6 separate regions of the Mus musculus genome follow, and all the other regions are linked to region 1. Evidence: chromatin contacts called from public promoter capture Hi-C data. All regions are on one chromosome and are shown on one strand. The core of a region is the stretch at or near the end of the contact, and the rest is flanking DNA. Distances in the headings are between cores, read along the strand shown.

The links. Promoter capture Hi-C pulls out the DNA fragments that hold promoters and counts their contacts.
Region 2: a promoter capture Hi-C map of liver shows a contact between it and region 1, with 12 times the contacts expected there. The contact joins the enhancer-like site here to the promoter of Nudt19 in region 1. A contact is called at or near these places in 3 of 39 promoter capture datasets (the 3T3-L1 cell line and liver), 1 of 115 datasets of contacts at active chromatin or transcription factors (epiblast stem cells) and 2 of 9 other capture datasets (adipose tissue and liver).
Region 3: a promoter capture Hi-C map of liver shows a contact between it and region 1, with 6 times the contacts expected there. The contact joins the promoter of 1600014C10Rik here to the promoter of Nudt19 in region 1. A contact is called at or near these places in 7 of 39 promoter capture datasets (cranial neural crest, hippocampal neurons, liver and 3 more), 2 of 115 datasets of contacts at active chromatin or transcription factors (embryonic forebrain and large pre-B cells) and 1 of 9 other capture datasets (liver).
Region 4: a contact with region 1 is called in a promoter capture Hi-C map of hippocampal neurons, with 6 times the contacts expected there. The contact joins the enhancer-like site here to the promoter of Nudt19 in region 1. A contact is called at or near these places in 5 of 39 promoter capture datasets (the C10 cell line, hippocampal neurons, liver and 1 more), 1 of 115 datasets of contacts at active chromatin or transcription factors (astrocytes) and 3 of 9 other capture datasets (adipose tissue, liver and macrophages).
Region 5: a contact with region 1 is called in a promoter capture Hi-C map of liver, with 2.4 times the contacts expected there. The contact joins the enhancer-like site here to the promoter of Nudt19 in region 1. A contact is called at or near these places in 7 of 39 promoter capture datasets (the C10 cell line, cranial neural crest, hippocampal neurons and 3 more), 1 of 115 datasets of contacts at active chromatin or transcription factors (astrocytes) and 1 of 9 other capture datasets (embryonic tail).
Region 6: a promoter capture Hi-C map of hippocampal neurons shows a contact between it and region 1, with 5 times the contacts expected there. The contact joins the promoter of Zfp536 here to the promoter of Nudt19 in region 1. A contact is called at or near these places in 4 of 39 promoter capture datasets (cranial neural crest, frontonasal cranial neural crest, hippocampal neurons and 1 more).

The regions. Positions count from the first base shown.
Region 1 is chr7:35,553,800-35,557,916 of GRCm38.p6, forward strand. Nudt19 (nudix (nucleoside diphosphate linked moiety X)-type motif 19) reads right to left here and starts at 2,129. Exons shown (of 3, transcript NM_033080.2): 1 at 1,355-2,129. The coding sequence starts at 2,005.
Region 2 is chr7:38,222,935-38,227,051 of GRCm38.p6, forward strand. The region is part of intron 1 of Plekhf1 (pleckstrin homology domain containing, family F (with FYVE domain) member 1); the gene reads right to left. Among named protein-coding and RNA genes, the nearest start is that of Plekhf1, 3.0 kb to the right of the region's middle. Within about 2 kb of position 1,872, at least 5 of the 459 cell types and tissues checked have an H3K27ac peak or open chromatin away from gene starts, as enhancers often do. A contact at or near this core is called in liver, where this site is marked.
Region 3 is chr7:38,181,513-38,185,629 of GRCm38.p6, forward strand. 1600014C10Rik (RIKEN cDNA 1600014C10 gene) reads left to right here and starts at 2,275. Exons shown (of 4, transcript NM_028166.3): 1 at 2,275-2,387. It overlaps D530033B14Rik (RIKEN cDNA D530033B14 gene), which reads right to left and starts at 2,270. Exons shown (of 1, transcript NR_165180.1): 1 at 1,060-2,270.
Region 4 is chr7:38,083,177-38,087,293 of GRCm38.p6, forward strand. All of the region lies in intron 3 of Gm30771 (a long non-coding RNA gene), which reads left to right. Among named protein-coding and RNA genes, the nearest start is that of Ccne1, 22 kb to the right of the region's middle. Within about 2 kb of position 1,820, at least 164 of the 459 cell types and tissues checked have an H3K27ac peak or open chromatin away from gene starts, as enhancers often do. A contact at or near this core is called in hippocampal neurons, where this site is marked.
Region 5 is chr7:37,959,788-37,963,904 of GRCm38.p6, forward strand. It overlaps Uri1 (URI1, prefoldin-like chaperone), which reads right to left. Exons shown (of 11, transcript NM_011274.5): 9 at 3,606-3,745; 10 at 2,679-2,922; 11 at 205-1,910. The coding sequence ends at 1,728. Among named protein-coding and RNA genes, the nearest start is that of Uri1, 58 kb to the right of the region's middle. Within about 2 kb of position 1,699, at least 9 of the 459 cell types and tissues checked have an H3K27ac peak or open chromatin away from gene starts, as enhancers often do. A contact at or near this core is called in liver, where this site is marked.
Region 6 is chr7:37,767,566-37,771,682 of GRCm38.p6, forward strand. Zfp536 (zinc finger protein 536) reads right to left here and starts at 2,187. Exons shown (of 6, transcript NM_172385.2): 1 at 2,031-2,187.

The DNA of each region.
Region 1 (4,117 bases), core at 879-3,378:
ACTATCAACATAATAAAATAAAAAGGAAAAAAATTCAAAAAAAAATTAAATTAAAAAAAAAAGGAAAAAATTCGCTTTATAGTTAGTTACTTTTTATTCATGTATTTTTGCCTGCTTAGAAATCTGTACACCAGATGAGGGCCAGAAGGGGGCGTCAGATCCTCTAGTACTGAGGTTACAGGCAGCTATAATGCTTCCAGAAATACTATTTACAGTTGATATTTCATTTAAAAAAAAAAAAAGCAAACTTAAACAATTGAGCTGGGTGTGGCAGCACACGCCTTTAATCATAGCATTTAGGAGACGGAGGCAGTCAGAACTCTGAGTTCAAGGTCAGCATGGTCTACAGAGTCAGTTCCAGGACAGCCAGGGCTACAGAGAGAAACCCTGTCTCAAAAAAACACAATCAAATATTAAAAAGCAAAAAAACAGCCATTGAGTTTACTCAATTGGAATACTGAGAGGAAAAGGTTGAAATGAGTGAACGAGGCATCCAGGTCCAGTGGGAGGCCAAGCTGTCCAACATATGTGTAACTGCAGGTACAAGAAACAGGGAGTGGCGCGAGAGACTGGCTCAACTGAGATCTGGAGAGGAAGCATCCCGCAGAAGGCCTGAGTTCAGTGCCCAGCACCCATTCAAGGTAGCTCACAACCTTCCTCAACTCCTGCTCCAGGTGATTAGACACTTCTGGCATCAATGGGCACCTGCACTCACGTGCATATACTCTCACACCAGAACACAACTTAAAATAAGTCATTTTGTTTATTTTACAAAAAGGAAAATAACGGGCAGTTGAAAACATTTTTTTGCATAAATAAAAGATGAACTTGAAGCGGTGGCACACTCAAGACCTCGGGTCCTAGGCCTGAAGCCTAACTAACTGTGCCTGGTGCATTGCAAGTGACACGAAAAAGAAAGGGAGGGAGGGATGGAGGGAGACAGACAGACCAACTCGCGCGCGCGCACACACACACACACACACACACACACACACCTACCACGCGTGCGCATGCAGAGAGAGAAAGGGGTTAGAAAAAGGAGAAAGATGGAAAGGGAAAGGAGAGAGAAAGCGAAAGACGAAGGAAACGGGAACAGAGAAACAGGAAGAGATGAAGAAGGAAGAAGAAAGTTAATGACTGAAATCCTATAATGTGTTCTAGAAACCCGAATGAAAACGATTTAGGGCATGAAGTGAATTGGGAAGTGTCCAGAACAGGCAGTTGGGAGCATTGCCGCGCCCCCGCTTAGGGTGAGAGTTGAGTCCTTGAGAGCCTAAAGCAAGGTCACGCACGTGCGCCTTTGGTCTGGGGTAAGGCTCAGCGCATCCCGGGGGGCGGGTCCCGCGACCCCTACCTGGTAGCCCACCACCTCGGCCACGTCGGGCTCCACGCGCGGAATGTCGCGCAGGCAGCACAGGAAGAAGGTGGTGTCGAAACGGCGGATGGTTCGCCCATACGGGGTGAGCCATCCGCCCCAGTCGTGCAGCGCCCAGATGTCAGGCGTGCAGTCTAGGTGCGCACACAGCTGGAGGAAGCAGCGCGGGTCACTGCGCACGCGCGAGCGCCATTCGGCCAGGCCGGCCGGAGGCGACAGCGCCTGACTGGGCTCCTGAGAAGCTGGAGCCGCGTCCCGCGGCCGCAGGAGCAGCACCCCCGCCTCCTCGAAGGCTTCGCGGATGGCACAGATGCGCAGCGCTACGTCATCGGGCAGCGCCGCGGGGTCCGCGTCGCCGTGGGACAGCCCGGGGAAGGGGGGTTGCCGAGGGGGCTCCGGGCCTAGGCCGAAGCGCGGCGGCGTGTGCCGAGGCGCGAACAGACGCACCCAGTCGGGTGAGCTGTCGGCCGCGTCCAGCACGCCGCCCGGGAAGACGTGCGCGCCGGGCAAGAAGCGCTGGTTTTGTGCTCGCTGGAGAAGCAGCAGCCGGAAGCCGGCCGGGCTCGAGTGGGTCCAGCCTGCTGCCAACATCACGGTGGCTGCCCGCCGCCAGCTGCTCGAGCTGCTCATGGCCGGCGTCCTTCAGATCCCCCTTAGGAAGTGGCCGGGTCGTAGAGTGGTGTCCAGAAGCCCTATAAATGTTGAGGGCCTGAAAAATCCGGCCTGGCGGCTTCCGGAGGTTTACTTGTGGGAGGAGCGTGATTCCCGCGCCAGAGCACCTCCTCGAATGCCCTGCGCTTCAGTCAGGGTCATTCTCGCCCTGTCACAGCCCTGTCACAGCTGCTGCAGTCACCAGCCAGCCTCTGGGAGCACGGGTGCCAGTGTGGAGTGGAAAATAATTTCTAGTTGTGAACCTTTCCCACTAAACGCAAACGACTAGGACTTTGTCCCCTACGCTGGCCTGTTGCCTGTATAGGAGGTTCCAAGGTGTCTGGAGCTCTCTTGAACCATGCTAATAAACGAATGGGTGGATCAGATGCCAAGTTAGACTAACTACTCTGTAGTTTGAATGTCTTTGGCTAGTCCCTGTCCCTTGGGGTAGTCTGTCTTAAGTTGTAGATGTTGTTATTGCCTGAGCACCTGAGGATCAGGGAAAATTATCTTAGTGTGATTAGTTCTCTTTCTACGTGGGAGATGTTTAATCCTAGACTAGCAATGCTTCCCCCTCCTCTCCAACCTTTTTTCCTTTTTTCTTTTTCTTTTTGTTTTTGTTTCTTGTTTTGTTTTGTTTTGTTTTTAGACAGGGTTTCTCTGTGTAGCCCTGGCCGCCCTGGAACTCACTCTGTAGACCAGGCTGGCCTCGAATTCAGAAATCTGCCTCCCAAGTGCAGGGATCAAAGACATGCGCCACCACTGCCTGGCTTCCTCTCCAACTTTTAAGTGGCTGGAGGACTTGCACTTCTATTTTGTTTTTTGGAAACAGCTTGTTTCTGTCTCCCTTTTTGCAGCTCTCTCTCAGTCACCAACTCTTGTAAATCCCATCCTAACTGATCACATATTTTTAGGGTTTCGGATGAGTTAGGCTGTATTCTTGGGGCTATAGAGATGTTTTTTGTTAGTTTTGAGAAAGTATTATTATGTAGTCTTGCTTTTTTGGGAACTTGCTATGTAGACGACCAGGCTAGCCTTGAACTCACAGAGATCTATCTGCTTGTCTCTGCCTCCCCAAGTCTAGGACTAATAAAGGTGTGTGCCAGCCTCATCATTTTGCAGTTGACTTTGGTTATTTTTAATGTTAACCTGTCTAAAGATGGAGCTGTCTGTGTACTTACTGCATCTCCAGAAACAGAAAATGGGGCCACAGGTTGAGAAGTATCTGCCCTTAGTAAGATAACCTGCCGCCGCCGTCTATCTGTGAGCCAACAGACTACCCTTGTCTAAACTGATGCTCTTGGCACTGACACGGGAAATTTGAGCTGAAATTTATTCTAAATCTATTATAGAGCCCAGGTGTCATTATGGGAACTTTTTTTTTTACACTTATTACTTACTTATGCAAGTGCCATTGAATGCATGTGGCGCCCAGAAGACAATGTATGTCCTGGGTCATCAGGTTTAGCTGCAAGTGCCATTACCTGCCTCCTGCCCCTTCCCCCAGCCATCTCACCAGCCCCCTACATTAAAAAAAAAAAATCCTCTTTCCTCCAAGTGGTAACAGGATGATTCCCGTGTCTTTAAAGGACATACTGACAACTGTACAGTGACTCAGATGTGTGGGCCTGGCCTGGAGGCTATAGAATGTACTAGGCAAGAAACAAAAGCTTCAATGAAAAGAATGGTAATAGAATAGGAAAAGGGGACTGGTTTAAAGTGCATTTGGGAAATAGACAACACAATGTGGTACTTGACTGACTATGCAGAGCAATGGATAGGAAGGAGTTAAGTTCTGACTTAAGAGGCTGGTGACCTTCCCAGAGTGATAATATTATGTGTGAGACACTGCAAGCTTTGTCAGTATACTTGTGTAATACTTGCCAACGCCAATAAGGTTAAAAAGTTACTACTACAGATGCCTAACCTGTTACACAAGAGATTAAACTTTTTCAGGAAGGGCACATTCACTAAAATGGCTCTGTGGTTTTGTGACCCTTAGTGTTTGGTTTGATAGCAGCAGTCTTGTTCCCAGATTCTGGCCACTCTAGAACAAATCAACCAAGGCCTGGAGTACAAAGCGAAGCAGCA
Region 2 (4,117 bases), core at 622-3,121, 2.7 Mb after region 1:
AACCCTAGCATAGCATAGCATAGCCTAGCCTAGCCTAGCCTAGCCTAGCCTAGCCTAGCCTAGCCTAGCCTAGCAGAGCATAGCATAGCACATGCTAGCTACCCTGTGCTGTCCAACCCCATCTTTCTAAACCAAGCATACTCAGACCTGAAGAGCACACAGATGTGACCTCTTCCTGGTCCAAGCCTTTAGACTCGGCATCTCCACTAAGCTCTAGGCCCTCACCCACCCAGGAATCAGATAACTTCTTACATTCAACACCGAATTCTATGTTCCCCGGGCCCTCTCTCATCCACCCAGTGGCTCAAACTCTAAATCTAGTCTCCATCCTTGAACCTTCTCTTTCTTACACACAATTTCTCTGCATGGGACTCTACCACTGTACAGTAGGATGGCGCCATCTTGCCTCACCTGGAAAAGGCCATCCATGTTGGCCCTGGTCTGTGACCAGCTTAGCTCCCAGTTCTCTTCCAGAAAGATTCTCCATTAACCTCATCTCAGGTAGCTCTTTCCAGTGATGGCAAACTAGCCAGAGGTCAAATTTGGCCCAGAGCCCATTTTTTATAAATAAAGTTTTTTATTGTAACGTGGCCCTGCACATTCGTGTATATGGTATGACTGAGCTAAGTAATGACAGAAATCAAATGGCCATAAAACCTGAAATACTGACAATCAGTGACCCCTTCTGTAAGATGCCACACTGCTTTTTTTTGTTTGTTTGTTTGTTTCCCTTTGTGATGTGTATCAAGACTTAGTCACAGTGCCGGAGAGATTGCCCATTTGGATAAGAGCTTGCATATGGACCTGAGTAGATCTCGAGACCCCATGTAAAAAGACAGGTATGGCGGTGTATCTGTATTTTACTGCTGGGGAGGTAAAGATAGGATCCTTGAGGCTTGCTGGCTAGTTAAGATGGCTGAATTTGTGAGTGTCAGATAAAAAAAAAGTGTGTGTGGGGGGGTGGGGTGGGGGTGGGTGTAGGAGGCCTATACTGCTTTCCCAGAGGATCTAAGCTTAGTTCCCAGCTCCCAGCCTCCCGATCCAGCTCCAGGGAATCTAATACCTCTTCTGGATGCTGTGGGCACTCACACACATACTTGCTTATGTCACCTGTGCTGGCCACTCTTAGGTCTGCTTGACTTATCTAAAAGGAGGGAACCTCAATTATAAAAATTCCTCTGTAAGATCCTGTTGTCAAACATTTTCTTAATTAGTGATTGACAGGGGAGGGCCCAGCCCATTGTGGGTGATGCTGTACCTGGGCTGGTGGTCTTGGGGTCTATAAAAGAACAGGCCAAGCAGGCTAGGGGGAACAAGCCAGTAAGCAGCAGCCTTCTATGGCCTCTGCATCAGCTCCTGCCTCCAGGTTCCTGCCCTATTTGAGTTCCCGTACTGCCTTTCTCTAATAATGAATAGCAGTGTGGAAGTAGGAGCAGAAGAAATCCTTGCCAACTTGCTTTTTGGTCATGGTATCTCACTGTAGCAACAGAAACTCTAACTAAGACACCACTCATACATATATACCCATAATTAAAAGTAAAATAAAAATTAAAAAAAAAGTTGGACGACAAAGGAAGAAGACACCAGACATCAACACACACACACACACACACACACACACACACACACACACACACACACACACACACACACACACCAGCAGCAGCACCAAGAACAACAACAGAAAACCTGGTATTTTCCTGTCCAGTCACTGCATATGTCCCCTCTATTGCCTCCATTCAATCTTTAGCTCCAGCAAAATAGAAGCCTTTTCTTGCCAATTTCTTGCCAATGACTAGATCAGCAATTCTTAAAACTGTGCCATGGACACGGTAGGTGCCAGGTGCACAAACCACTCACCTCTTACTTGTTGAAAGGAAGCAGGAGTTGACCTCTTACCACATGCAAACACTTGCTTGCGCGCGCACACACACACACACACACACACACACACACACACACACACACACACACACCACACTACACATACATTTCTAGGTCACCGTACCGCGGTTCTGTAATGTGAGGCTGCCTGTGGGAATCTGGAGGTGGGGGATGGGAAGGGAGGAGACAAGAAGTCAGCCTGGAGGAGACACCGAACCTCTTCAGTCCTGTTTCGCTCCCCCCCTTCAGGCCTCAGGGCTGCCCACACCACCTGATGTAACTATTTTTAGTTAGCTGATCTTGGCTTCAAACTTTGTTCTGCCACCTGATCATCAGTTCTTGGCTGAGGGACAATACAACAAACCCAAATGTGCCAGCATGCTACCTCCAAGGCCACCAGGCACTGTGCTGGAGGCCAATGTGGATAACATCTCACTGTGAGGAGGCCAGAGAGGCCCAGGGGCAGGAAGCCCAAAGGCGCAGTGGCGTAAGGATAGCAGGGTCAACTGAAACTCTTAGGAGCGGAGGGAAAGGACGAGGAGCAATGTCTCAGCTCACTTGCTGTTCTTCCTGAGGCCAGCATCTGGATCCCAGTACCCGCATCGGGTGGCCACAACTGCCTGTTAACTCCAGCTCCAGGGGACTAACACATTCATCTGGCCTCCGAGACATTCACATACATGTGGCCTTCAGTCATACAGACCCATGAATAAAAATAAAAATAAAAATGAATTAAAACAAAACAAAACAAAAAAACCAACAACAAACCCCCAAAAGCCCAGGTCCGGCCGAAGTGAGCATCTCTAGGTTGGCACATACAACTGAATGTCACTCAAGCAGAAACCACACAAGGTTTCAAACCGTTAAAGAAGCCCATCTAAACTGGAGGAGATCTCATACCCATTGGAAAGTTCCTAGCAAAGAAATTCCAGTTGGTGCCAGAGTGGAAAAGTGGGAAGAGTGTGTACTGCTGCTGGGGATGTAAACTGTCACAGCCACAGGCTTGGGGGACGGCTCAGTGGCTCTCCATACGCTTGCACAGACCCAGCCACCAGTAACTCACAGCCCCCAGTAACTCCAGTTCCAAGGGTATCTGCATACGTGTAGTGCACAGACATAGAAACACTCATAAAATTAACAAATACATCTTGAGGGAAAAAAAAAAAACGACATAGATACGATGGGAAACAACCTGAAGACTCCGCAAAACATTAAAAATACATTTACCATATACCTACCTTTCCCACTGTGCATCTATCTCCAAAGGGATTGGAAGGGATAGCTATACTCTTGTGTGTGTTTACTAGAGCCAAGAGGCAGAAGCAAACCAAATGCCCAGCACCGAGGAACACATAGTCAACGAGAAGGACTGGTGATCTACAACCAGAAACTAAAAATCCAGACCCATTATGAGCCACTGCCAGGCTTCCTAAATGCAACCTTAGTGAAATACAACCACACTCAGACTAACACAATCTAACATGTATTTACTCTCTGGCCCCTTACTGGTAAAATGCACAAGACACCTTGCGTGTGGATGTGGCTCACAACAATATGGGTTCTGTCCTGATGCAAGTCCTCAAGCCCTCTTGCTCACTGCAGTACAGCCCTTAAGAGAGGTCTGGGGCCCTGAACTCAGGAAGGAGTGAGGTACGGGAGTAAGAGGTAAGGTTACAAGGGGCAGGCAGGGCCTGTCTTGCAGGTCCACAGGCCAGTGTGAGCATTCCAGAGTTATTACAAGGGTACTAAGGGAGTGGCACCACCCAACAGAGTCACTGAGACCTTCTAGAATCTTCCTCCAGGAGAACAGATTAAGGAAAATAAACCCTTAGGTGCTACTTTCTTAGCACCCACTGTTTGCTAGACACAATGTTAATTAAGCACAAAGCATGGCTGTAACTCCGTGCCCATGAGCCACTTCACAGTCACCACCCAAGAACCTCAGGAGTGGGCCCAGCTTCCAGATAAACTCTGAGCCAAGGTAGAAAAACTTTGGCCCAGAGGGCATTCCTATAATCTAGCATCTGGTAAGATTAGATAGGAAGGTAGAGAGTTGTAGGTCAATCTGGACTATACAAGGAGACCTTATCTCAAAAAAAGCAAAATCTTTTGGGTAACCTGGTGTTTGTGGCCATGTCCTATCCCGGGAATTCACATGATGAAAAGGAGACAATAACTTCTGAAACTTTTGGCCCTAGTAAACAAAACAACACGCCCCCACCCCCCCAAAAAA
Region 3 (4,117 bases), core at 1,025-3,524, 2.6 Mb after region 1:
TTTCTCCAGCCTCAGAGAGCTTATATTTTGGTCCACAGACAGGAAGCAGAGAGCACACTGGGTATGTCATCAGTCTTTTAAAACCTCAAAATCCACCCCCAGTGACACACTTCCATCAACAAGGTCACTTCTCAAAACAGTTCTACCAACTGGGGACCAGATAGTCAAACATATGAGCCTATGTGGGCTAATCTCATTTGACCACCAGGTTGAATTGTTATTGTCCCGAAAAGACTTGGAGTCCTAACTCTGTCACTGTGTATCTAACTGTCTTAGTTAGGGATTCCTTGCAGCTAGAAGACTGTCCTCCCCTCCCCCGCCCCCACCACACATCCATGCAGCAATAGAGAAGATTAACACTGTAAGCCAAGGGTTATCGAAGACTGGTAACTTTACCAGAAGCTAAGAGAGACAGAAAGGAATCTTTCCTACAGGCTCAGGGGAGTGTCAGGGGAGTCCCTTCAAGTTGCTGTAACAACATAGCAAGGATAGGGAATTTGAGCTACTGAACCAATTTCTTTGGAGACAAGGAAGTCCAAAATTAAGATACCAGCAGGTTTCAGGTCTAGTGTAGCTAAGCACTTCATAGATGGAGGAAGGGGACAATAAGCTCCCTTGGGCTTCTTATATGAGGCCACTAGTCACCTCCCAAAGGTCCACTACTAAAGACTTTCAGTGTGTGAACTTGGGGATAGGAAGGAAGAAAGTTGAGGGAGGGTCTCCATCTGCAGCCTAGGCTGGCCTCAAACCCTGATGGATTTGCTTGTTTGTTTGAGACAAGGTTTCACTATGTAGCCTGGGTCAGCTAGAATTCTCTTTGTAACCAGGCTGGCTCCAAACTCATGAGATTTGTTTGTTTCTGTCTCCCAAGTGCTTCGATTAAAGGTGTACACCCCTGCACCTGGTAGCTAGCCTCAAATTGTTGAGCTTTCTGCCTCAGAAGGAGCTCTATCTGAGTAACAGGATTGTGGATGTACACACACCTACTGTGCACCTCTTTCACAGACGGCCTCAGCCGCTACTGGCTGTCTAGGAACACTTCTAGGTGTCAGGGTGATAATTTTAGGGCTTTATTCATCGTCGGTGTGGATGTCTTATAGCCTAGTCTCTATTCTCCACTGAACTTTCCTGTTCCCATCATTGCTACATACTTCTGATATTTAGGCAAAGGAGAAAACAAGCGAGTCCGGTTCTCGACCTTGCCACCAGAGGGCGCTGCCCGCGGGGGACATTGAAGCGCCTCACCTCATAGCTCCACAGAGAGCAAGGAGCTAATCTATTCTTAGCCTCAGTTAACTTTGGCTCTTGAAAGTCACCCAAACTCGGGCAAAAGCTCCTACTCGAAAACGCACAGACTTTTCCACTCCAGCCAGGAGAATCTTGATGTTAAAAGGGGTTCGAGGCCTTCTAAGAAGACAGAAAAGAAGAAATAATATGGCCCTGCACAGATCATCTGTATGCCCGCAGCAGCTCTCCACCCCCACCTGGCAGATCGCGCTAGGGGCCACTTGGACCTAGACTGGAGTTCGCTCGCCACACTCTCTATTTGGGTGGCATTGGCTAGCCCAGTCCCTCTGTATCTAGTTTGTCACTGACAACCGTGCGTACTCAAGACTTTGCTCAGGGTTAAAGTTCAGTATTGGGAGAGATACCAGATTTGGCATATTTTCAGGCCAGCCCTAGAGTCCTTGGGACCAGGGGGCGGGGACTGCTCCCTAGGCCTCTCTGGATTTTTCTGTTACTCTGCTCTCTTTCTGAGTGGCTCCCTTTGCCCTGCAAGTGGAGTGGGCTCTGTTCTGGTCTTAGGAGGTCTGAAAGCTATACCAGCCCCTGCGCGTCCCACGCAGGCCCCAGCGTTAATTAACCAGCAGTCGCTCCTGACAGCCAAGCCCCTCTATCATCTCCCAGGTCCAGGACCCTGTGGGAGAAAGGGTCCGGCAAGTCACAGACCCAGCCAGCGCAAAGGGCGATCGAGGAGAACCTTCCAGGAACCGTCCCAGATCCTAAACGTGAGGTTGGGCACTGAGTGGGGTGGCCAGGCGGAGAGGAAGTGGGGGCAGCGGGTCCTCGCGACACAGAGTCCCCTCCCAGATGCTCCCCATTTCCGCAGGCACAGAGCTTCCTAGCCTGGGTCTTGGTGTCAGTCAATCAGACGCTGGGGCGCGGAAGGGACGCCTCGCCCCGCCATCAAGATCTTTCCCCAGGCCTGTCCCATCTTGAGGACCCAGACTCATGGGGACCCAGAGCTCGGCGACCCGGAAGGCCGGCGGAGCCGGAAGGTGGGAGGGCGGAGCCAGGGTGGCGGTGGCCTGTGAACGCCTCTCTGGAGCTGGCAGAGCAGAGCCGGCCTCAGTGCCTTGGCGGTCCCAGACTCCAGCTCGGTAAAGGTGCGCGCGGGGAAGCCGGGGTCTGCGAAGCCGGTCGGGGACCCTACGGTGTCAGGCCCAGTGCTAGAGCTGTTCATCTCAATGCAAAGGACCTGAGACACTGAAGGCCTAAGCTGCAGCGCCGAGGTTGGAGTAGTCAGCAGCTCCGTGCGCTTCCAGCCGCAACCTGGATGCTTGGGAGTGCGCGTGCGCGGTGCGGTGTCTTCCCACAGTTTATGCCTTCTGCCTAGCGGACTGCTGTGCTTGGCCCAGAGAGGGAGGAAATCTGGGCTCTAGCTTAGGGATGGCCAGGAATGAATGTCAGGGGATCAAAGGGCCAGATTAATTGGAGCTGTTGTTGAAAAACGTTCTTCTATGACTAAGTAGATAAGGTGCATGCATGGCCGGGTGCAGAGGGCACGGTGCTGCTGAGTGATGGGTGTCAGTTAACTCTGCGAGCTATGTAGCGAACCTACCACTGACCACTTCTGATCTTTCAAGAGAAATTAGGAAGATCTAAGATATATGTAAGATTGTATTATTGCTGTTAGTTTGAGACTGGGTCTCACTATGTAACCTTCACTGGTCTTGATCTGGGAGTCCTACCATAGCCTCCCCCATGCTGGGGTTATGGGAGGGAGCCAGCACACCCTCGATATCTTCTTATTTTTAAATACCAACAATCAAGTAAGTAAACAACTTAGTAGGCTGGAAGAACAGGGTGATGAACTTCACAGAGGACAGAGTACAACTGGGGAATTCCAGACAGGGGAGCAAATATTGCTATTTGGCCAAAGACCTGTTTTCCACTCAGTTTCTGTTTGTTTCTCCCTGCAGCCTCCCCTTACCCACCCCCTACCCCTGACACATTTCCTCCCTCTACTCTGGGGATTTGAATCCCAGCTTCGTCTAAGATTGCTATAAAGAACATGGAGCCCCCTGTTACTCTGAGGCCTCCTCCTCTGTTCCTCACAACTTGATTGGACTCAGGTCAGGCTGCTGTCCAAAGGTTTGAGTTTTTCACCTCCTCTGTGTATGGGAGCCCTGCTGTCATCTTCCCTCCAGTCTGGGTGACTATAGGACATCAGGGCTCCCAGTTAGCTTTTGTCTTCCCTATGGCTGGCAGATGGACTTCCGGTGAACAGGACCTGTTTTGAGGACAGCATTATTGAAGTCGTTCTGCTCCCGTGGGAAGGTCCTGTCTTCTGCGCCCCCCATCTCTTCCTCGCAGACAGACAGAGGTGGCCCCTGGAAAGAGGAGAATGGGGCGTGTTACCTTTCAATTTCTTGAGCCTGAAGAATTCAGAAAGTGAAAGCTTTCACATAGACTCCAGGTCCCAAACCTTTCTTTCACCACAAAAGCCTGTTGCTGCCATAACTTCTGGAATTACTCTTCAGGAAACCTAGGCCAGCCTTGCCTTGCCTTGGAGACTGCAGAAGCCCAGCTGGGGCGGAACCTTTCTTGCCCGGCTCTCCTGCCCCCTGACACTTGCTAAGGAGCCTGGCTTGTCTTCTGGCAAAGGCTTGTCTGGGCGTGGTAGAGATTGAGAATGGCATGTGCATGTTGGAACCTTTTCTTTTCTGCTCCATGGGCTTTGACTTAATGTTATTCAGAGCAAATCTGGAGGTAGATAATTCTTTGAGTAGGTAATCAGGGGTAAGATGGGTGAGTCCAGTACTCATTCCCAGCTCCCTCCCCCCACCCTGCCCACACTTTTACATTCTGTAGTTTCGGCTACTCACAGCCAAGT
Region 4 (4,117 bases), core at 570-3,069, 2.5 Mb after region 1:
CAACTTCTAGGCAAGTGAGTCACTCTGTCCTGAGGAACACCACAGGAAATAGTCCTCTGAAACACACACACACACACACACACACACACACACACACACCTGCACACAAAAGTGAACAAACACACCTCCATCTGCATATTCAGTTGCATATAAACACATCTACATCTGCACAGGAGCATACACACAAACCAGTACTTGCATACACAGCTACATAAACACACACACACACACCTGCATGGGAACACGCAGGTGTATACATACCATACACACCATCCCATAGAAAATTTCCATAGAAAATTCCAAATTATGTTTTTCCCTAGACAATAGAGCATAATATATAATATATATTATGGCATTAAGTATGATACTCTAGAGACACAGAGCGCTATATACAGGTTATAAGCAGATACTACATTATCCTCTGTAAAGGTTTAGTATCCTCAGTTTTGATAATTTTGGTGGTCTTGGAACCAAGAGGGAGAGCCAAAGACACCTTTGTCTTTTTTCCTGTCTTTCTTTTAATGAAGAGGTTTGGATTTCTCCCTACAGATAATTAATGCAATCATTTAGAAATGTTAGCTAGACTTGAGGAAAGACAAACAGGATGGCAGATCTTCTAAAAATCCAAACAGATACAGTGTGAGGCTCTTTTGGAGTCACAGACATGAGTGTAGCAGACAATGAAGGGAGGGGAGATCCTTTCTTTTCCCCCTCAAGACAAGAATTCTCAGTGTAGCCCTGGATGTCCTGGAACAAGCTCTGTAGACCAGGCTGGCCTTGAATTTAGAGATCTGGCCACCTCTGTTTCCCGAATGCTCCCTGGTTAGGAAGGGAGATTACAAGGCATTTAAATTTCAGTCATCAAGACTAATTGTCTTTGTCTGAGGCCTAACCTCCTGAGAAGGTGGATTGCAGTGCTAAGCACTGCAGAAATGGGGTGTGACACAAAGTTCAGAGAAAAAAGGGGCTCACTCCATATATGTTGGCTTAAAAGGGTTTGTGATACATCTAGGAGGAAGTCTGCTAGTGGTGAGGGATAAAGCACGATCTCGGAGTCTGCTTAGGGTTTACGGAAGCTGGGTTTGACTGTAAATATCAGCTATTTGGGACGCTGAGGCAGAAGGATCACAAATTCTAGGCCAGCCTGGGCCTAACAGAGGTACTTCAGGGCTAGCCTGGGTCTACGAAGAGACTTCAAGGCAGGCCTGGGCAAACTTGGTTTCTAAAAAGAAAAAGTAAAAATGGCAGCAGGCAGGCAGGCACGGTACTGAAGCAATTTTCCACTTGTGTCATCATGTAGGTGCTGAAATTCTTTGGACCCAGTGGGGTGGCGGTACGGTACAAGGACAGTTCGCTTCAGGGCTAGGTTCAATCCCTAGTATGAGAGAGAAAGAAGAGGGTGGGAAGTAACGGAGGAGAGAGATGGAAGAGAGGGAGAGAGGAAAAAGAGAAGGTGTAATGAGCTTCAATGGTATGACTGGTAAGGTATCAAAGACAAACAGGATGCCACAACAGGCCTGCACCGAACCAATCCAGAAGAAAGGGAGAAATAGCAGGAGGGCAAGGGAAGAGAATCCTGGAGAGCCCGTCTTTGCCCAAAACGCAGTGAAATGTGGGCGTCAATGTGTCCTTCTTAGTTCTACCTGGTTCAGCCTACACAGGGGCAGGACTAGGAACGTGGCGAAAGCAGGTCTGAAAGCTGTACAGCTTGGTGTGCCTGCGCATGCGCCGGACCCCAGCGCCACCGCCCAGCTCTCTTCAGCCCCGCCCACGCGACGCCCTGCCTAGAGCCTGCGCTCACACTTGGCCCCGCCCGTGACCGTCCAGTCCCGCCCCCCTCGCGGTGCGCGAGGAAGCCACGAGGAGGCCCAAAGTCCCGCCTACCCAGAGATCCACCTACGCTTTGGCTCTGTTACAGAGGCGCTTTGCGTTAGCTCGACGCCGCGCAGCCGCAGAGGACATGGGGCGGGGACAGGGGCGGGGTCGGATCGGAGGCGGAGGCTGGGTGGGCGGGCCCTGGAGTCACGTGTGTAAACACGCCGCACGTGGAGCTCAGCCTGAGCCAGAAGGGCGGGGCTGCGGGTTCCGAAGGAGGAGGCGGGTAAGGTGCGCGCGCGCGCGCGCATGGAGGTCTTGGGCGGCGCGGGACTGGGGCGGCCTGGTTCTGTCCCCAACTTCAGTTTCTTTATCCCGCTGCATTGGTGAGAGCTGTGACCAAGGCAGGCCCAGCCCTAGGGGACGAAACCCCCCTACATAATAACCCCACTACGTGCGCGCTCTCCCATTTCACAGATGAAGTAAAGAAACTTGCTCCAAGCCACGTGGCTGGAAAGTGGCGCCACCAAGATCTGCCCTGGACAGCAGGGCTCCTGGGCCTTGCTTTGTGGCTTGCGTGGCAAGAGGTTCTGGGCTCCGACTCCTACGTTCTGCCCTTGCCCTAAGGGCTACATTTGGTCTGGCTAACATGGCGAGGCCTATTGCTCCGTGCACAATGAGGTGACAGGGGTGCCTGCTCCCCCAGCTAGCAGTCTAGAGACGGGCGCAGGCCAAACCGTCGACCATGGTTTCCGTCTGGGTGTGGCTGGAACACTGCGGTGGGGTCCGGACACCTGAGCCTGCATCACTGCTCCTTACACAGCTCCTCCTCCATTTCTTTGCCCCTTTCTTCTCCCCGAGCCGCACAGAGCCCCTTTCAGAGGCGACGCCCAGTGCAGCGGGTTCCTACCCTTCTGCCCCAAAGGGCCTCCTTTCCTCTCCTCCTCGTCCTCCTCCTCTCCCATCTGTGCCGCGTGACCGGGGGGAGGCGCCGTACCGGGCGCAGTCCAGGCGTGGGGCCCAGCCAAGCTGTCATCCCGGACTGGCGGGCCCGAGGAGGCCTAAAAGGGGGGACCCGAGTGCTTGGGACTGGTAGGAAGCGTGCTCCAGGCAGAAAGGCTGAGCTGCCAGCAGTCCCGGAGAGGAATGCGCGCCCTCTTCAGGCTTAAGCGGCTAGGTCCTGCGGCCCTGAAAACCCATACCTGGGCCCCTCCCAATTTTGGGTTTGAGGGTTCAGGAGCTTGTTAATGGGACATTCCATTAATCTAAGGCTAAGGCTCCGAGGCAGCTCAATGTAGCTGTAGGCCCTGAAGCCAGGCTCAGTGTCTGACCTTGGGCAAATTGCTGAGCCTCCGTTTTGTTCAGTTTCTCCAGATTCATTTACCAACATTCCAGCCTCAATATGTCCCTCTGAGATGATGCTTTTGTTTTTAATCTCCCCATGCCCTCTAACTAGTGCCCTTGCACATTCAACCACGTGTGTTGTGCCCGTGCTTCCCAGAACAGCCATGGGGTTTTGGGCTCACTCCGTGTGGTTTGCTCCGTGGTGCACAAAGGCTTTCTGTAGAGAATTTGGAGTTTTGGCTAGGGAAGACCCTCCTTCGGACTGCCTCTTTACTCTGAGTGAAGTTGAGGAAAAGGTATATGGAAGCCAAAACACTGGGAGCCCTAGGACACAGCGGAAAGGAAGAATTAACAGAACCCTGCTGAGTTGTGCCCAACCCCGAGGCTATGGGGGTAGGCCTGCTTCTCCAAGCCAGTCACTGAAACTGCGTAATGGAGCTAGCAACTTCTGGGGAGTGGGTGACCATGGCTTCCCAGTTACAGCTAGAGTCCTGCTGTGAAATGCAGGATGCCGCTGTTCAGCAGCTCACCTCTGTTGTTGTTCAGGCCTTAACCAGGTTCTGTGCTATTTCTGTATCTGCTGCTTTTGCCAGACCACTGACAGCCGCCCCCTCCCTCCCTTCAACCCCCACCCCCCACCTCAACCCCCACCCCCACCCCCACCCCCTGCTTCTGTGGTGTCAGGTAGTTCCGATGATGAGTTCTGCCCCAGGGACTGATTCATGCCACATGCCTGTCCTGCCCTAGCTCCACATTCCTTGACCACTGTGATTAAGGACCATTCATTCAGCTTGATACTCTGAGAGGGAAGTTCTGGCCGGCAGGAATGTCAGCCTAAAAGATACTGGAAAATAGCAAGTGGAGAATGAAGTCAGCACAGAACCAAGCCAAGCTGGGCAAGATGGACGCCTCTGAACACCCAGATGGAGCCCTTCCTGAAACTAGATAGCATTGTGGC
Region 5 (4,117 bases), core at 449-2,948, 2.4 Mb after region 1:
GCCTCAGAAAAATAAAGTTTACCTTCAAACAAATCAAAGTGTAGTTTCAAGTTACAGTTTAAAACTGTGTTAAGACTGACTCTGAAACTGAGTGACACTATTTCATGTGGGTCTTCAGCAGAAAGCACAAACATGTCGTTGAACACGTTCTGTGAGGCAGACCAATTTGAAAGAAGTACACAAATAGATAAAGCAGGCTCAAAATAAGTTCATGAACATAGAAAGTGTTTAATAACAGCACACTTAAGTTACACATCTGAAGATCCAACAGTTCCACAAGGAGGCTTGCATCAGGAGGAGGTTAGCACAGGACGCCTCTCATAGGGAGAAGGAGCAGGGTGTGCCTAGAGTCGGTGTGATGGGATAGTCTGGTTGAGAGTAGGTGATTGGAAAGAAAAGTGGTTTTTAAGTACAAAATATGTGTACAGATGATCAACAACGGCTAGAAAAACCGAGCTATTATATTTTTAGGCAGCCTTTCCAATTCAGTCCCCTGTTCTGCATTATCCATTAACTAGCATGGACCCTAGCATACCATTTTACCATTAAAGCATGTATTTCATAAAACTCTGACAGTGGCACTGCTCTAGTTACAGCTGCGACTTTTCTAGGACATAATTTCACTTTGTTTAAGCAAGAATTCATTAAAGAAGCTATAAATAACCTCTAACTATTTAGCCGTGAATAGAGGGTGGACTGGGGTTGATGGCTTATTTTAGTACTGATGCGGAATGCTTTTTAAAAGCTACATTTTAGCATGCATCAAGCTAATGATCAACACTTGCACTGTAATGGTCAACCTGAGACTGAATGTCTCTTTAAGGAGTTTGGCTACAAGTAAATATAATATAATATTTCTTTCTTTCTTTTTTTTTACTGGTAGGAAAGCATCCTTGAAGAATGAAAATGTGAGGAAGATTGAAATGTAAAACAAACAAACAAACAAACAAAAGGCCTGTGCTTTAACAAAGTGTTAAAGCATCTAGACAAACTTTTTCCCCCCAAAGAATGGTGCCAATGACAACTGTGTGTATGGGGAGAGGAGGTGCTCGTGGGACTTGAAAACTTTGAAAATCTGTGGTGTGGCCTATACACAAATCAAAGACATTTTATACACAATCTAAACCAGGAAGTTCACAACATTTTAGAAACCAAGTTTCATAAAAATTTTACTTCCAAAAAAAAAAAAGTTGTACAAAATATTCTTCTTCTAGTCAAATTTTCCCAAAGGGTTTGTGTAGCTTTTTGCCTTAAAGATTACAGTATGACATTCAAAGGAAGAATTTTTCAAAGAACCATACAGCTGTGAAACCTACAAGAAATGTAGATTTTTTTAAAGTGCCTTTAAAATGTAAAAGCAAGTAATATAATTGTTGAATCTATTTGAGATTTTAAAAGTGTCTTTAACATGGTCCATATGGAAAGCACAACATCACAGCTGGTACGAAACTGCCTGTGTTTAGTTGAAAACACACAAACAATATATGACAGGATTCTTTGAAAAGTAACTCAAAACGCTATTCCTGCATCCTAAGGCCAATTAGACAGTAGTCACAGAATTAACGAAGCCAGCAGAACATTACAGCATTCAAACATTTACTTTGACTTTCCCAATGCCACTGATAAAGGTGAGAGAGCTCTGCCCAGCCAAGCAGGACGCCGTCCCAACTCCATGGCCGAATCCGCCGCATGTCCTAAAGCGCAGCTGGAGCTGCAGGCGGAGCCCTCTAGCTTCTCTGCTGCAATCGGGCAGCTCTGAACTTTGACACCCTCTTTGTGGGTTCCTCTGATACTTCTGATGGAACTTCTTTTCGCTCTGGAATGGTGGGGAGGGCATGGTGAGCAATGGCTGAGTATGGTGCTAGGGAGGGTGATAAAAATTCTTTTTCTATTACAGTTCCAGAAAAAGCCTGTAAGACAAATGTGTATATGGTGTTAAATATAACTAAGACGCACACAAAAATCTTTACCCTTCATTTCCAAGACCTTTTTTTTTAAACTAAGGTAACAAGAATTTTGGATAATAAACATCAAAATACTAATGGTTCAAAGAAACCAGGTAATATTATTTTTCTTAAGTACACCATCAAATTCAAGGAGTTTTTTATGGTTGACACCTCCAGCTCTCTAGAAAACATCAGTGAACACAGAAGCGACACGGGCACAAGAGGCGGGCTTCTGCCCAGGCTCCCTTGCTTCCTTGCTGTCTGACAGTCAGAAGCTTCGTTTCACCAATGCTGACATCATTTCTTTGGGGGGGGAGGTTATTTATTCAAGATCTTTATTGCACTTTGCCCCCGTAAAAACTAAAAAACTAGAGGTGCTAAGACTAACGTGAATCAAAATAGCTTTAAAATTCTAGGACAATCAATCCAATGGTACAAGTCAGATGTGTCACCCAAACCAAAAAAGCTCTTTCATTGTGGCTAAGTGTTTGTGGAACTTCATCTAATCAAAGCCAACTATGTTCAACTGAAATGAGACTAAATGACATACATATCACCACAATGTCTTGATGTGTCTTTATATATCAAGAAAAATGAAGACCAGAGAGTCACTTCTTAAAAACTACCTAGTATTTGGACCGTCTCCCCTCCTCAGAACTTAAACACAAGCTGAGAACTTTGAAGTGTAAAGAGCAAGCCTGTGAGATATGCCACAGAGACACAGACACACACCTCAGACACTCCTGAGGGCAAAGGCTTCTTGGGGTGGTTCTCTTGGAGTTCGTCCAAACTGCTCCCGCCGGCCTCGGTAGCCACGGCCTCCTCAGAGCTGGTGCTCCGCAGGAGCCCCCGCCGGTCCTCCACATCGGCAGCGCTGCTCTCACTTGTGTCGCTGCACACGCTGTTCTCTCGGCTGCGAGACTTGAGGATTGACTTGCGAGGAACATATTCTCCATTCACAACATCCACGAAGACTCTACAGCATTCAAAAAACAACTCCATTTTAAGGGCTTGTAACTGTAAATTAACCTACAACTTGTTTTTGTTGAGACGTTTGTTTGAGGCAGGGTCTCATGCAACCCAAGCTCACTTTTCACCCCTGGTTCTGCCACCCCCACCTCCCAATGCTGGAATCACACGTCTCACCAATTCCATTCAGTTTCCTTGCTAAAATGTCTTCTCTAAATGTCACAGTCAGAGTACATTTACAACTACACTGAATGTACCTTATGTTACTTTTCAAAGCTGAATTTTGGACCCAATAAAATACAGCATGTTATTTATATGTCCCAGGTGAGAACAGCTTGATTTGCCAAAAAGAATTTTATACACCTACTTCAAAACACCAGGAATTTTCACCAGTTTGTAAATATGGGTAATAAAATGGTAGGCATTTCAAACTGGACAGTGTAACTGTTCCCTGCTATGACAGGTGAATACGAGACAAACTCATGACAGTTGTGACAGACAAGAATACCAGCTTCCAACTCTTCAGTGACATCTGAAGAGGACAAAGGAAGAACCACCCCACACCTCGCGTGGCCCGGGGGCTATGAGTCTCTCAGTGGGGCCTGCAGTCTTTGGGAACCTCCAAGTCAGCGAGCCTCCTGCAAACCGGGAAGGAAGGGGAGGTCTGCAGGCACTAAGACCATCACGCACCTGTAAATATCAGCAGGACTCTTGATGGCAGGCAGCTCGTGGGTAGCGTGACTGCCGGCACCACTCTTTCGTTTCCGTTTGGCTTCCTCTTTCTTCTCACTGAACTTTAAAGTGGTATTTTTCCCAGTATTTATTCGAACCTAAAATTAATTCACAAGAAGAAAAAAATCAAAAACTTTCAAAAAAAAAAAATCAAGTTCCACAGTAAAGAAATAAATCACAGTTACCATCAAGAGATTCTGTTCGAACTTTCTGGCACTGAAATTATGTACATGGTCAAGTCTGACTCTTCTGTCATTTCCACAACACTACATCTTCCTCAACAGCCGACTCCACCACCACTGACTTTACTACTGTATGCAAAGCAAAATACATTTCAACTAAAGTCCACACTAACTATAAACTTTGCCTGACCTTCATCTTACATGTATTTGCGACTTAGTCCATGTGCTGCTAGCCTGAGTCACAAGTGCAGTAGCAGATAATGCTCAACTGTGTAAACTGCTTAAATA
Region 6 (4,117 bases), core at 937-3,436, 2.2 Mb after region 1:
CTCCCCATGGGCAGATCCAACCAGTAGGGCCACATGTCTTGACCAGTTCCTATCTTTTCCCATAATGAAGGCTATTGGCCTCTGGCTTGGACCAACCCACCATGACAGTTTGCTCCATGCCTGCCCTGAGCCTTCCGTGAAGACAGCTCTGACCAGCAGTTAAATTGCTGAGTTGTAAGGATCTGAAGCCTGCTCAGAAGTTAAACACTCCAGGCATAGAACACAATGGGTTTTCAGAGCACTGGTCCAAGAGAATGCAAATGTATTGAAAGCGGTTTTTCTCCAGGTTTTACATAATTACCATTTATGTCTCCAGGAACTGTTTCCCCAGCCCAGTTTAGGGTGAAAGCGTTTTTTTAAAGACTTTCCCTGCAGATGACATATGAGGCACTAACCTTTTTTCATGTGCCCAGATGTTAAGTTCATTTTCATCACATTTATGCAAATTTCATTTGAACAGTAAATCAAAAGAAATCTTAAATCATCGTACACTATTTAAAAATCAACACTAAAGCCGGTTTACTCGCAGCTATCTCTAACATAAAGTCACAGCTAATGAGCTGAGCACCATAGTTCCTTTTCCCATACAATGGCTATAACAAGACCTGAGGTCCTCCACATCCTCCACATGGGAGCATTGCTACCCGTTCACTCTCAAGAGTCCAGTTTCCTCAGATTAACGATGCTCTGTACATCAAAGCCTTCCAAAAGTTTTCCAAACTTTGGGAAATCGGGGGACCCTCAGTCCAGGAGTCTGACAACCACATTAAGTGTCTATGTTAGGCCCTCCAATGCAAAACCTGGGCTCAGTGGCCATGCTTTCAGAAGCTGACTCTTTGTTGGTCAGGTTGGGGTGGGGGATGCTAATTCCTAGGGCGCCGTGTCCTGATTGTCGGGGAGCTGGGCAGAGTGCTATCATTACCAACAACTCAGCCAGGCGGGTAATGGTGAGATCAAGAGACATTTGCACCGCTATCAGGATGACATCATAGCTAAAGCAGCCTTCAGCCAAAGCCCTAGGCTCTCTTAGAGTAGAGGCCAAAGGGCTATGGGGGGAGGTGCCCCCCCCCCGCAACTCCCAGAGCTGGAAGCTGAGTCTCAGGCCCCTGCCATGCAGGGTGGTGGGCCTTGCCCACAGCCAAGTTCCCAGGCAGGCCCAGAAATGGGAAAGACAGCTGGAGTCTTCTCCAACGCAATCTACTTTCCCCCTCCATCCTGCTCACTGCAAATAATACTACTAATAATAACATAGTATGCATTTTTTTCAACAATTTGAAATTGTGAAGCCATTTCCCTGACCAGGGTGGAGCCGGCATGCCATGCCCGCAGCTACATCTCTGCTGTAGAATTGATAGCATTTCCAACCGAATTGTCAATCTGTTGGTGGTGACCCTCTCTTAGGCAAAACAGCTCTCACTCCATTTTTTTCAAGCAATAGAAACAGAGGACGCTGAAGGGGAAGGCAGACTGGAAAGGAAGCCTTCCTACTCTTGTTTTGGTTGCTTTTCTTCCTTTTAAAGCCCAGCAAAACACAGGGGCGCACACGCGAGCGCACGCACACCCTGAGACACAAACCTTAGAATAATGGGGGAGGCATTTGGCGACAAACTGCATCAGCGGCGCGGCGCGACAGGCAACCAACCCCGCTCACTCGCAGCTCAGCTCTCCAAGCCGCGGCAGCGACGGTGGCGGTGGCGGCGGCGACAGAGACCCGTCACCCTCCCAAAGAACCCCTATGCTCAACTCTCAACTGTGTCCCCAAGATCTCCTCTTCAGGCTCGCCTCAACTATGCGCGTGGCCCAGTCACCTCACCTCGCCGGAAAAGTGGAGAGACAGGGTTGGGAGTTGTGTTTAAAAAAAAAAAAAAAAACAGCAAAAAAACAAAACAAAACAAAAAGTTCCTCGAACATCCAGCCCAGCAGATGCAATTCTCCCGCCCGCTGCACACTCTCCCCGAGCCGGCCGGGCACTCGCCCCCAGCACTGCGCCCTCACCTCGGGGCGCGCGGAGGGCACCGCAGGGCACTTACTTGGCACTTGCTTTTGAGTGTGCAGGTCGTCGCGGTTTTCACTTGGGTTTTCAAATAAGTTTCAGGGAGGAAGGAGGCAAAAAAAAAAATCCAATTATGCAAATGGACTCCGGCCGGGGGAGGCGCGCGTTGAATCTGACGCTGCTACTGTATGAGTTCTTGGAGCAGCCCCGGCCCGGCAGATTTATGGGGGCGCGTCACGGCTACGCCAGGTCCCGCCGCCGGAGCATCTCGAAGTTAATTAAAGCGGTAATGTCCACTTTCCTGGCGACCCTCCGTGCGTGGGTTTACTATTTCACCCTCCAACACGACCCAGGAGGGGACACTGATGTGCCCCCCACGCCCCTCTTCTTTCTCTCTTCTTCCCCCTCTTCTGCCTCTCTCTTTCTCTCCCTCCTTTTTCCTCTCTTTAAGTCGCCTGCTTTGCACTCAGTGAACAATGAACAAAGATGTGAGTGATGGGGAAAGATCGCCCCCCTCCCAGCCCAAGCAGTGAGCGAAGCTGGTCTCAAAGTCAAAATCCAGTTGTTAAAAACTGAGAAAGAAAACCAGGGTCTCCACGCTAAGCTCCCTTTCTACACACACGTACACACGCACGCACACATATGAGCAAGCACACCCCACCCCAAGTTCACCTAAGCCCTGCCTGGAGACCTAGGGACCGTGGGGGAAAAGCCAAGGCCCCGGCGCGCGGGGATGCCCAACTCGCGGTGGACACGAGGGGACAGCAGGGACAGGGGAGCTGTGCTCGCTCCGGCCAAGATCATTTCCCGCGCCCCTCCCAGTCTACTGCCCCCACCACTACCCACCGGCCCCCTCCCAACGTCTACACCGAGAGGCCTGGCCCCACGGCCCCGCTCCGGCTGCAGCCGGCCGGATGCGCTCAGCAAACGCGGCCCCTGTCGGATTTCTGCTAAACTGCAGAGCGGCGGCGGCGACTGCCCAGAGAAGCGCAGGAGGAACCCAAGGCCAGCTCGGCGCGCACTCACCCTGCTAGCCCGCTAGTCCTAAAGCCGGTGCCCCGGGCCGCCCACCCGCGCGCACCTCAGAGGATGCACACGCACAGCGCGCTCGAGCCCCGCAGGCAGGGACCGCACGTAGCCGCCGTTATTTTCCGCTCAAGTGAAAACTAAGGCGGCTGACGAATCACGTCTCCTGCGAGGCACCCGTTAGACAAAACAATATCCTGCAAACAAAACCCGGCCACCGCTGCCACCCGCGCGCCAGGCCGGGACCCCGCCCTGCTCCTCCCAGGCCCCAGCCCCTGGCTTCTGCCCGCACCGACCCCAGCCTTCCAGGCTTGCATCCTTCCAGGAAAGAACTCGGGGACTTGAGTGTGCGCTCACCAAGAGGCGGACAAACAGGAAGGACTCACAAACCGGGAGTGAAAAATGGGGGCCACTTAACTTTCCACCTGTCCCTAGAGAAACCTTGCGGGGAATTTTCTCCGAAGAGTTGGTCTCTCTCTCTCTCTCTCTCTCTCTCTCTCTCTCTCTCTCTCTCTCTCTCTCTCCTTTTCTCTCTCTAACTTCCACAGCGCTAATTTCCACCTTCCCTCACTTCTCATACCTTCATGTATGTGGAGATAATCTATATTGTAATTGTTTGCAAAATTGCAACAGATGGGAGCATCGAGATCTGGACACTTCTACTTCTCAAAGAAAACCCTCTTTTTATTTTTATTTTTATATTATTATATTTTTGCCTAAAATACATCTCAAGTCCCGCCTACGACTGTTTTCCTTAATTCATCTTCAAATTTAAAATAAAAATGCCTTGAAGCAAACAGAAAGGCTTATTAGCGACGTTCATTCTCGCTCCAGCCTTGGGTTGGGCTGAGGATGAGCCCCCGCCCCCCCGCCCGCAGGAAAAAAAAATCTTGCTCTTCCCAGGACCACCCCCCAGTGGCCCCCTCTCCTCGATGTTACCCCACCCCCGCCCCCCTCCACACACACACTCGGCCGCACTCCTTCACTCTGATTGGCCTCACGTTTCCAGCTCGGGACTAGCCGGCTCATTTCCCTCCATAACCTGTTACTTATTTATTTATTTCTGTGTCTCAGGCCCCCGCGGGCCCCCGGGACCTG